Linked DNA regions of Callithrix jacchus: region 2 is linked to region 1. A link is a contact called in public Hi-C data. All regions are on one chromosome and are shown on one strand. Each heading gives the region's core, a stretch centred on a gene start, on an enhancer-like site or on the middle of the called end of the contact. The rest is flanking DNA. Distances are from core to core; before and after follow the strand shown. Region 1 overlaps LOC118145818 (a long non-coding RNA gene). Region 2 has its middle 13 kb from the start of CTR9.

What was found. Hi-C and Micro-C count contacts between places; a contact is called where the count stands out from the background.
Region 2: a Hi-C map of induced pluripotent stem cells shows a contact between it and region 1, with 6 times the contacts expected there. The contact joins two enhancer-like sites. A contact is called at or near these places in 3 of 3 Hi-C or Micro-C datasets (induced pluripotent stem cells and skeletal muscle).

Annotation. Positions count from the first base shown.
Region 1 is chr10:76,272,653-76,278,098 of calJac240_pri, forward strand. All of the region lies in intron 2 of LOC118145818 (a long non-coding RNA gene), which reads left to right. Among named protein-coding and RNA genes, the nearest start is that of AMPD3, 22 kb to the right of the region's middle. Within about 2 kb of position 2,004, at least 4 of the 16 cell types and tissues checked have an H3K27ac peak or open chromatin away from gene starts, as enhancers often do.
Region 2 is chr10:76,584,985-76,590,430 of calJac240_pri, forward strand. No RefSeq gene overlaps it. Among named protein-coding and RNA genes, the nearest start is that of CTR9, 13 kb to the right of the region's middle. Within about 2 kb of position 2,362, at least 3 of the 16 cell types and tissues checked have an H3K27ac peak or open chromatin away from gene starts, as enhancers often do.

The DNA of each region.
Region 1 (5,446 bases), core at 754-3,253:
TGCCATTGCTGTAGAAAAGCAGCCAAGGACAATGGGTAAATGAATAAATGTGGTTATGTTCCAAGATAACCTTAATTATGGATGGTGAACTTGGAATTCATGTAATTTTCATGTGTCACAAAATGTTCTTTAGATTTTTTCTCAACCATAAAAAATGTAAAGACTTTTTTTTTTTTTTTTGAGACAGAATTTTGCTCTGTTGCCCAGGCTGGAGTGCAGTGGCATGATCTCAGCTCACTGCAGCCTCTGCCTCCTGGGTTCAAGTGATTCTCCTGCCTCAGCCTCCCAAGTAGCTGGGATTACAGGCGCGCACCACCACTCCCAGCTAATTTTTGTATTTTTAGTAGAGATGGGATTTTTAGGACAGGAGCCACTGCGCCTGGCCTAAAAAATGTAAAGACAATTCTTAGCTCCTTATCCTCATAGTGGGTGGTGGGCTTGATTTGGCTGTTGGGGCATAGCTTGCCAACTCCTGATTTAGAGTTGCGTACTTAGTGTGGGGGGTCCTGAGGGTGGAGGACTTATGGAAAGGTGTGGCTTTTGGAATTCTGAGTGTCAGCATAGCTAAAGAAGCGATCACATTTAGCTTTTCTAGGATGTTTTCAGTTCCTGTGGGTTTTGGATGGAACCCAGAAGTTCTCTTAGCCCCTGGATGCACTAATATATTTCATTTGTAAAACTCCCATCCGTAATACAAATGTACTGTTTAATCTTCAGTCATTTGAATTTGACTTTCAAAGAAGTTTTAAAAATCATTAGGCATGACATAAGTAAAATAATAAAAGAGGGTCATACAATGACATCAATATGTGCTTGGAATGCTTGGAACCAATGGTTGTGAATAATCAAATTCTGTGTTTTTGGGAGCTTAAAAACAAGGTATGTGTGGGGTGACTACCTGGATAAAGTGTAGGGTGGGAACCCCTCCAGGTGCCACCATCAGTAGCTAATTTGACAGTGGAACAAGGGTGCATTGCCCTTACTTCCCCTGGTACCAGGGCAGGCATGCCCTGTGGGAAGGGCTGGGATGGGGCCTCTCTCTGGCCATGCATGATACTGAACACCTGCACACCTTCAGCAGGTGTGTCCTTTAGCTCTGACTGCACTGGCGGGTATCCATGACCAACTCTGCTTTTTGCTCACTGTCTTCTCCCTCCTGAGCCCGTCTTACTCTCATTCTGCATCCTTGGATCCTCCTTCCATGATTCCCCTTTCCTCCTCCTTGTTACAACACGTTCTTCTTTATTTTGATCTTGGAGGTTTCTGCTGAAATCAGGAGTTGTTACCACAGAGTGGAACCCAGCCTTCCCACTGGTCACTTGGTGGGGCTCTCCTGGACTGGCTGTTTCTGAATTGAGTGTCGGAAAAAGGCAGTTTGGCTCAGGAATAATAACCTGTCTGGGAGCAGTGGCTCACACCTGTAATCCCAGCACTTTGAGAGGCCAAGGCAGGTAGATCACTTGAGGTCAGGAGTTCTAGACCAGCCTGGCCAACGTGGTGAAACCCCGCCTCTCCTAAAAATAGAAAAATTAGCCAGATGTGGTGGCATGCATCTATAACCCCAGCAACTTGGAAGGCTGAGGCATGAGAATTGCTTGAACCCGGGAGGCAGAGTTTGCAGTGAGCCGAGATTGCCCCCCACGGCACTCCAGTCTGGGCGACAGAGCAATCCTCTCTCAAAAAAAGAAAAACAATGGAATAGTTAAGATGGATAACAGCCCTGGTTCCTTTCACGTGCTTCCCTGCCCCAGCCCAGGCAGCCCTGACTGCTGGTCTGTGTGTTACAGTGGCCTCTTGGGAGCTGGCTGTCAGAGTCCTGCTCCTGATGTGCTGTGGCTATGGGAGGGCTGGCCTCCCTGATTTCTCCTCTGCTCCCTTCCCTTGCCCCCTCTGCCCTTCTCCATTCACTAGACATCTTCTCTGTGGAGCCCGAAGATTGTAATTATGGGTTCTCAGGCCTGTACTCCAACCCAGGGGCTGTGCCATGCTGTGTGTGCTTCATAGCTGCCCCTCCTGCACCTAGTGCAGGGCTGGGCCCAGAGTGGACCTTGATAACATTTGTTGTCTGGAATTGAATCAGCAGCTCACTAGTGGAATCTGCCCAGGCCTGGCTGGGAACTGGGAGCTGTAGCCAGTCCCTCCTGCCCTGTCCTCAGGGGCCCTCATTCACTGAGGATGCCTGCACTGCAGAACATTCTGTCGTGTTTACTAACAAGGAATCCAGGGGTGGAGTGGGATGGGGACCAGGGAGAGAGTCCTGTAACACCACAGGGCAGAGAGGAATGGAGATGGACTCAGGAACAAGGTCAGGGTTACAGAAAGGGACTTTGGCAAGAGCACTGACACAGGGCAGGGGCAGAGACAGCAGGAAGCAGAGGGCAGGGGGGCAGTGAGATGTGGGTTTCCTGTGGGGCCCTTCCTTCCTGGGCAGGAAGGAGAGAGAAGCTAGGTGCCTCCCAGGGAGAGCCATGCCTAACAGGCATGTGAGACCTCCCTTGGCATCCCTGGGGACTGATCATGGAGCACCGGAGACTCAGACTCTTGCCTCTCCTGGGTTCTTACAAGAGAGGATTTCAACTCTTAGATTTTGTTCACTGTGGGTGCCAGAGAATAAATGCTGTGGGAAGGGGCAATTTTGGGTGGAAGGAAGGGGATATCTCTGGGCCCCAGTGTTTTGTGGATTGTGTGAGGCACCTGTGAGGCCTTGGAAAAATGATGGGCTGAACTACAACAGTGTGGGCCTTGCCTGAGCTGACACTGCTGCTTGAGTCTTTAACACATTTATTCCTTTCTTCACAAAGGACATTCAAAGGAGGCCTTTCAGTATCAGGTTATATGAAGGACAAGCAAAATTAGGATAAATATGGGTCATCTCCCTGGAGCATTAATTTGATGTGAACATTGGTGGGGAATAGCACCCCCAGCTATGATTATATTAAAACAAATATACACATAGGAGTAAATGCTGAATTTGCAGATATGTATTTAAGGAAATAGGGAGCCCAGAGAGAAATTTTGAGTTTTAGAGGCATATTTAGGCAATGCTCTCAGACCCTCGGCAATTATGTTCTTTCCTCTGCCCTTAGCACTGTCACTTTGTCTACATTTTACTAATGAGAAAAACAGGGTCTGGAAGGGTGTGTCAACAACTTGCCTACGTGATGACACACAACAGGGAGGTAAGGGTGGGACCGGAACCCGCATTGCTGGGCTCTGGATTCAGTGTGTTATCTGCTACACCATAGTGAATCGAGAGTTTCCTGCTTTAGTATTTTTATTTCAGTAGTGCCATGGAAATAACCAAATCTCACCTGTGTGAATAGTGTTTGGGCACAGCCCCATGTTTCAAACCAATCATGTCTAGTGGGAGGCAACGTGGAAAGAGTTAGGGGTTGAAAGTCAAGAGACTGGAATTTATCTTTGATCAGTTCTTTCGATAATAAAGCTCTTTGACTTTAGGCAAATGTCTTCATGCCTCTGGGTTTACCTTCCCTATCTGTAACATGTGGTAGCTACACAAGATACTGCCTAACAGCCTGGTCTATGATGTGGGACCACTGCTTGCCTTTCTAGAACCTTCAGTCCTGTAGATGTGCTCTTCTTGGACATTCTGGAGTCTCAGGAGAAAGGGAAGTCTGCAGTTCATTTGGCCACCTCTGTGTAACAAATACTGAGAGCACTGCAAGTGGAGCCTAGACAGGGTCTGGAAGATCAACCTTCTTCAGGATACCTTCAGCCTTTGGTACGGATCATCTGCCTAGGAGGTTGGAAGCTACTCAAGCGGCTCAAGGAAAAGATGTGAGCAAGCACCAGGTCATGAGATTGGAAGATCTGTCTGCACCTGGCCTAAGGCCAGTACCCAAAGCTGTCCACATCTCCCGGGATGGCAGTGGCTTTCTTCTTTACTGCTTTCTCTCTCCTCTCATCTTGATTGGATTCTTCTGCCTGTACACAGTCAACTTGGCTACCAGCTAGAGTGGGAGTAACTCACAGCCCCTGAGTCCCCTCCAGAGAGGGCTGTCAGCAGGGCTGGCTGCTAAACTGGGGAAGGTGGGATGGTCTCACCATCCCGTATGTAGATTTCACTTAATCTCCCTGCTTTGAGGACAGTGTTTCACCTTTGCCTTCCTCTGTGCCAGGTATCGCTTATCCTGGATCTCTCTGGATCAATTTCTCCAGAGACAAAATCATCTATAGTCTGCTAGGATAGGCAGTGCAGGGATGGCAGGAGTACTGGGGTAGGAACACTTTCTTATAGACTTCTGCTCTATCCTCCTGTTTTCAGCCCCATTTCTCACCCTGGCTCCAATGCATGAGGCTTTGTGGGGTCAGTGGTTGGAAATGGCTTGCTTCTTGCTAACATTTCTCTTCCCATTCACTTTGGTTTCACTCACTCCATCTTGGTAAGGTGGTTATCATTATCCAGCTTCTTACTTCTTCCAATAAATACTGACTACTCTTGTCCTCTGTCATATTCATGCCATTTGCTTTGCTCTTGTGCCCTCACTCTTTTTCTTTTTAACAAAATTTTATTACTTTTACTTGAGTGGGTATTGGGATGGAATGGACATATCGCACGTGTTTACACCCCCATGCCTCATTAGAAGTCCTAGTCACTGTTCAATACATTTTCTTGGCTCCATAAGTCCTTTGAAGCTGTTATTTCCAAGGACACCACCATCTCCATGTTGCCAAATCTTGTGGTCACTTTGCTGTCTGTCTTCATAATACTCCATCTGTCAGCAGCATTCCGCACACATGACCACTCCCTTCTTGAAAAACTTGCTTCTTTTGACCTTCATAGCACATGCTTCTGATTTGTCTGCTTCATCCACTGGGCATGCTTCACTGTCTTTTGCTATATCTTCCTCTTCTGGGAATTCCCATGGGCTGTTTCTTTGATCCTCTTCTTTTCTCTATCTATACTTTCCCTAGTTGATCTAATCTAGTCCTAGGGCTTTAAATACCTTCTATATATCAATGATTCCCACATATTTATCTTCAGCCTCAATAGCTTCCCTTAATCTCAACTACCTACTTCTCCTGGACATCTCCATTTGGATGCCTAGCATCTTAAACTTAACTGAGTAAACCTGAATGCTTGATTTTCACCTCCAAGCCAGTTCCTTCTTAGTATTTCCCATCAAAGTCATGCTCATACACTGAGTGGCTGAAGGCCAAAACTCAGGATCATGCTTTCCTTCTCCTTTCCCATTTACTGTATCAGCAAGTCCTGTCCGTGCCTCCATGATATATCATTAGTGAGTTTCCATTGCCACTGCCGACTGCTCCTTTCAAAGCCACCATCATGTCTTGCCTGGGCTATTCCAATTGCCTCCTGAGTGGTTTCTCTGCTTCCACCATGGCCCTCCAAGGACCCACCTTCTGCACAGTAGCCAAACGATTCCATTAAACACATCTATCAGGTTATGCCACTCCTTTGTTT
Region 2 (5,446 bases), core at 1,112-3,611, 310 kb after region 1:
AAAGAGCAGTCTTCCCTAAAGAGGAGGCTGGACCCCTCCCAGGCTTTCCCATAAAAAAGTTCTGGGAGCAGTTGATCCATTCTGAGGTTTTCAGATATAAATAGAAAATTGCCAGGTGCAGTGGCCCCTGCCTGTAATCCTAGCTATTCAGGAGGCTGAGGTGGGAGAATTGCTTGAGCCCATGAGTTTGAGCCTATAGTGAGCTATGATCATACCACTGCATCCCAGTATGGGTGACACAGCGGGAAAGAAGGAAGAAAGGAAGGAAGGGAAGGAGGGAGGGTGGGAGGGAAAAGGAAGGGAGAAAGAAAGGGAAAAAGATAGAGAAAGAGAAAAAGGGAGAGAGAGAAAAAGGGAGAGAGAGAAAGAGAAGAAAGAAGAAAAAAGAGAAGAAAGGAAAGCAAGCAAGCAAGAAAGAAAGAAAAAAGAAAATCAAACTCGAATGCCTTAAATGACCAAAACAACCTCCTCTTGGTTCACAAAATCTGAAGTTTAGAGGGCATGTGGGCCTCTGGCACAGGCTGTTGAGAGGCTCCCAGCTTTTTGGGGGCTGCATCTCTGCTTGTCTGAAAGTTTCTCACCCCTGCCTCCCAGTGGGCTTTTTCTAAACCAGCCTTTCCTTGAGGTAGCACATGGCAGCCAAAAGAGTCCAGGGCCACTCACGTCTGGGGATCAGTGTGGTTGTATGCCCACCCCTAAAAAAAATCACAGTGGCCAAGGGAATGCTAAGGGAGCTAGGATTATATTGATGGGTTTAGGCCAATTGGAACTGACCCCTGAAACTAAGAGTTGGTTTGATCCTAGACTTAAACCACATGGCTGCTTTACACAATGGGGTGGGGGTGCAGAAAGGGGGAACCTGCAATGGCAACTGCAGAGGCAACCATAATATTCACCCCAAAGACCCTTCATCCGGGTGAGAGTCGGTGTATCATGTTGAGTGTGTCAGTGTGTACGTGTGATGCGTCAGTGTGTGAGGTGTGTGCTGATGGGTATGAGAGTGTATTGTGCATGTAATGTGACTGTGAGCCTGTGAGTGAAGTGTGTGTGTATATGTATGTTGTGTGTGATTGCATATATGGTGAAGTGTGTATGTATGTTTGTATTACTTGAAAAACCATATGCTGAACTAAGTGTGGATTCCATTTGCGGCCTTCCATTCGTTAAAAAAAAAATTTTTTTTTAATTTTTTTAGAAAGAAAGAAAGAAAAAAGGAATGAAGAAGAGGAAGAAAGAGGAACAAGAAGAGGGAGAGAGAACGGGAGTGTTGCTTTATTGCCCAGGCTAGAATGCAGTCTAAAAATGGGTATTGAAAATTTCTTTTATGCCAATAATTGTGCTTAATAATGGCCAACCAATATTTCATTTAAACCTGTGAGTAGGTGTGATGTGGTACTGATAAGAGTGTATATTTTGTGTATTTAAAGTGGAGAGTTCTATAAATGTTTATTAAGTTTACTTGTTCCAGATCTGAGTTCAAGTCATGGATATCCTTATTAATTTTCTGTCTCGTTGATCTATCTAATATTGAAGTTGAGGTACAGGTGGTTTGAGGTACAGGTGGTTTTTGGTTCCATGGATAAATTCTTTAGTGGTGATTTCTGAGATTTTAGTGCACCCATCACCCCAGCAGTGACACTGCACCTAATATGTAGTCTTTTATCCCCCACTCCCTCCCAACCTTCCCCCCCACTCCCACCAGTCCCCAAAGTCCATTATATCATTCTTGTTGGGACCTTCCTTCTATCCTGACTCTGCTGCTGCCACCTTGCTGGCCCCCAAGGGGCTCCCCCATCCCCCACCCTCACCCCAGTTCATGAGCAAAATCTCTTTTCCCCTAAGCATAGATGGCAGGGTGGAAATTTTAACAACTTTCCTAACAAAAAAGGAGGAGAGAAAGGAACTCCATTCAGAGCGAATAAGAAACCTAGAAAGTCATTTTTGACAATGTATGTCCCTGAGGTAGTAATGACCTCCTATTTCCCCCACCCTGCTGTCTCCCTTAGGGTCTTCCCAGCCCCCTGCCTGGCGCTAACTGCTGGATGCCACCCTAGGACGTTTGTGCCCTCGCAGCCAAGGCCAAAAATCCCAGTTGCACATCTGTACTCACCATTCCACCTCAGGGCCCTCTGTCACCCCCACCCTGTCCTCTGGCCTCTCCTCCCATCTCCTTGGAGAGACTTGGTGACCTTTCCAACAAGGGCCCCACGGTAAGAAAGATGGCTTCCTTCTACTCTGTGGTGAGGATCGGCAGGTGTAAACACACATAGGAACATTGCCTCAAGCGCTCCAACAGCGCACTCTAGAGTCCTACAAAGGACTAGACAAAACAAGGTCATCTTCCCAAGTCCCAGCCCAGTACCTGGCCGCCCACCCCTTGCTCCGCCCAGGGCCCGCTCCAACCGGCAGATCCCGCTCCCTCCGGCAGATCCCAGTCCAGCGCAGCCCTCTACTGCCCTCTGCTGGGTTCTTGCCTACACAGCCCGGGGCTCGCCAGCCACCAAGAACACCTGGGCTTTTGGCCAAGCTTTTCATGTTCTTCTGCCGTCTGGAGACTGGAACAGGTTCACCAATATTTTCACCCACCCATCACTCCTCAGTATGCTGCAACCTGTGAAAAGTCACCTAGTCGTTCTGAGTCTCATGTCCTCCATTTTTTTTTTTTTAAAAAAAAAAAGCAAAACAGAGGTTATAACCGCTACCTCACAGGACCAGGGTGAAGATTAAAAGGACTGACTCATTCATTCATGAGTCATATGTTTATTGCACCCCTACTGTTTGCTAGACACTGGGTTGGTACTAAGGATACAAAAAGAAATTATCCCTGCCCGAATGGTGCTTACTGCTCTGTGTACACAAATATATAGTCGTGAATCATGATAAAGGAACTCAGTAAGATGCTGGGATAGACTAAGATGAGGGGAAGCTTCGGGGATGATAAGGAGGCAACTCGAGCATGAATACGAGTCACACCAAAGGGATAAGGGGTTTTGGGGCGGGTCTTCCAGGCAGAGGGGCAAGAAGACCCCAGAAAAGGTGACAGAGGTGGGGAGTAGCTATAGCTGGAGGGTGGCCAGAGAGGGCAGGGTCTTGATGAAAATGGAAAGGAGTCTGGACTTTATTCCAAGTGCTGTGGGAGCCATGGAAGGGTCGAGAAGTGGGGTTGTAAGGCAGTGGCCCACGTCTGTAATCCCAATACCTTGGGAGGCCAAGGCAGGCAGATCACCTGAGGTCAGGAGTTCGAGACCAGCCTAGCCAATGTGGTGAAACCTCGTCTCTACCCCCGCCCATACAAAAATTAGCTGGGCATGGTGGCAAGCACCCGCAGTCCCAGCTACTCAGGAGACTGAGGCCAGGGAATTGCTTGAACCCAAGACAGGGAGGTCACTGGGTAACCACTTGGGAATTCTCATCTATTCCCAAGATTGCATCACTGGGTGACACAGGGACACTCTGTCTCAAAAAAGAAAGAAAGAAAGAAAGAAAGAGAAATTAAAAACAAAAAAAGGAATAGGGTTTTGAGATCGTGCCCTCCTGCTCTCCCTGCCACGCAGCTCGCCAGTGTCCTGAAGGCTCCTTCTTCTCCACACATCTCTAAATACTGATGCTCCCCTAGGCCTGGGCCTGGACCCTCTTTTCTTCTCTCTCCAACTCTCCTTCTCCTCCACCATCTCCCTCATTCCTATGATTCTGAATAACATTTCTATTTGGGTTGGTGTATTAACCTAGACCCCTCTTTCTGGGTCCAGATCCACACATATCAAAGAACTTCCTCTGCTCTCTGCTTTTCGATTTCTCAGATCTCTCAAACTTAACATCTCAACCCTGATTTAATCCTGGCATAGTCACTGCCAAACCTGTCTTCCCCATCTCAGCAAAAGGTGTCACTTGCTGAGACTTTATAATATAGATAAGCTCAACTATTTTAAACACACATACAATGTTTTTTAGTGGAGACAAGGTCTTGTTATGTTGTCCAGACTGTTCTGAACTCCTGAGCTCAGATGATCCTCCTGCCTCAGCCTCCCAGAGTGCTAGAATTGTGGGTGTGAGCCACTGCACCTAGCCAATGATATTTTTTAAAGTCCCACAGCTGTCCCCTCCTCATAACAGACGGAGTGATGAGGTCATCCTCTGGGAAATTGGAGCATGTCAGTTTCCTGCTTCAAATTCATTAAAGGCTTCCCTTTGTGCTTAAGACAAAACCAAGCTCCTCACCATGGTCTACAAAGTCCTACAAAATCTGGCCTAGCTTTCCCATCCCATTTCATATCCTTCTCTCCCTTGTTTAATGTGCTCACCACTGCCCTTTTTATTTTTTCGTTTAACCTCCTGTATGCAAGCCAGGCTGCTTTCTGCCTCCAGCTATTGCACATGCAGCTTCCTCTACCTGAAATGCTCCTGCCTCATCTCCATGAAGCTGGTTACTTCTTATTCTTCAAATGTCAGCCTACATGTCACCTAGTTAGCAAAATATTCTCCATTTGCCACATCTAAAGTATGTCCACTTCTAGGTCTAGCCTTATATCAAAACATATTTTGAGGCTGAGCGCAGTGGCTCACGCCTGTAATCCCAGCATTTTGGGAGGCTGAGGTGGGCAGATCATGAGGTCAAGAGTTCAAGACCAGCCTGGCCAACATAGTGAAACCCCATCTCTACTAAAAATACAAATTAGCTGGGCATGGTGGCGGGCACCTGTAATCCCAGCTACTCGGGAGGCTGAGGCAGGAGAATCGCCTAAACCTGGGAGGCAGGGGTTGCAGCGAGCAGAGATTGCACCACTGCACTCCAGCCTGTGCAACAGTGTGAAACTCCATCTCAAAAAAAAAAACAAAAAAAGTATTTTGAAACTTCAGCAAGTAAAGCAATTAGATATGAGAAGAAATTCATGAAACCAAAGAAATATCAGAAGTAGGCTCAAATGCACAGGGAATTTAGTGTAATGTAAAGGTGAGATTTGGAGTTACTTGGGAAAAGAGAGACTAGTAAACAAATGGTGATGGTACAACTGGTCAGTACCTGTTAAGATGACGAGGGCAAGCTCCTGACTCTCTCCTTACACCCAACAATGGTAGTGAATCAAATATTTGTAATAAATAAATAAAATATCTTAAAATGTGGATCCATTTATTACAAATCTAAGAAAGGTGAAGTTTTTTTTGAAAAGGCCAAAACCCAGAAGCCATAAAACAAAAAATTAATATATTTGTCTAAGTAGCAATCTAACTCTGATATGAAAAATGAAGGAAAAGTAACACAACTACATCAAAAGACTCAGTTCAAAAACAAGGAAAACAGTCCTCGCACCTTGGGAGACCCAGGCAGGCAGATCACTTGAGCCCAGGAGTTCGAGAACAGCCTGGGCAACATAGTGAGACTCCCCATCTCTACAAAAACAAAAATGGGGAAAACATATTTGTCAAAGAGCTCTTTTTCTTAATTTAA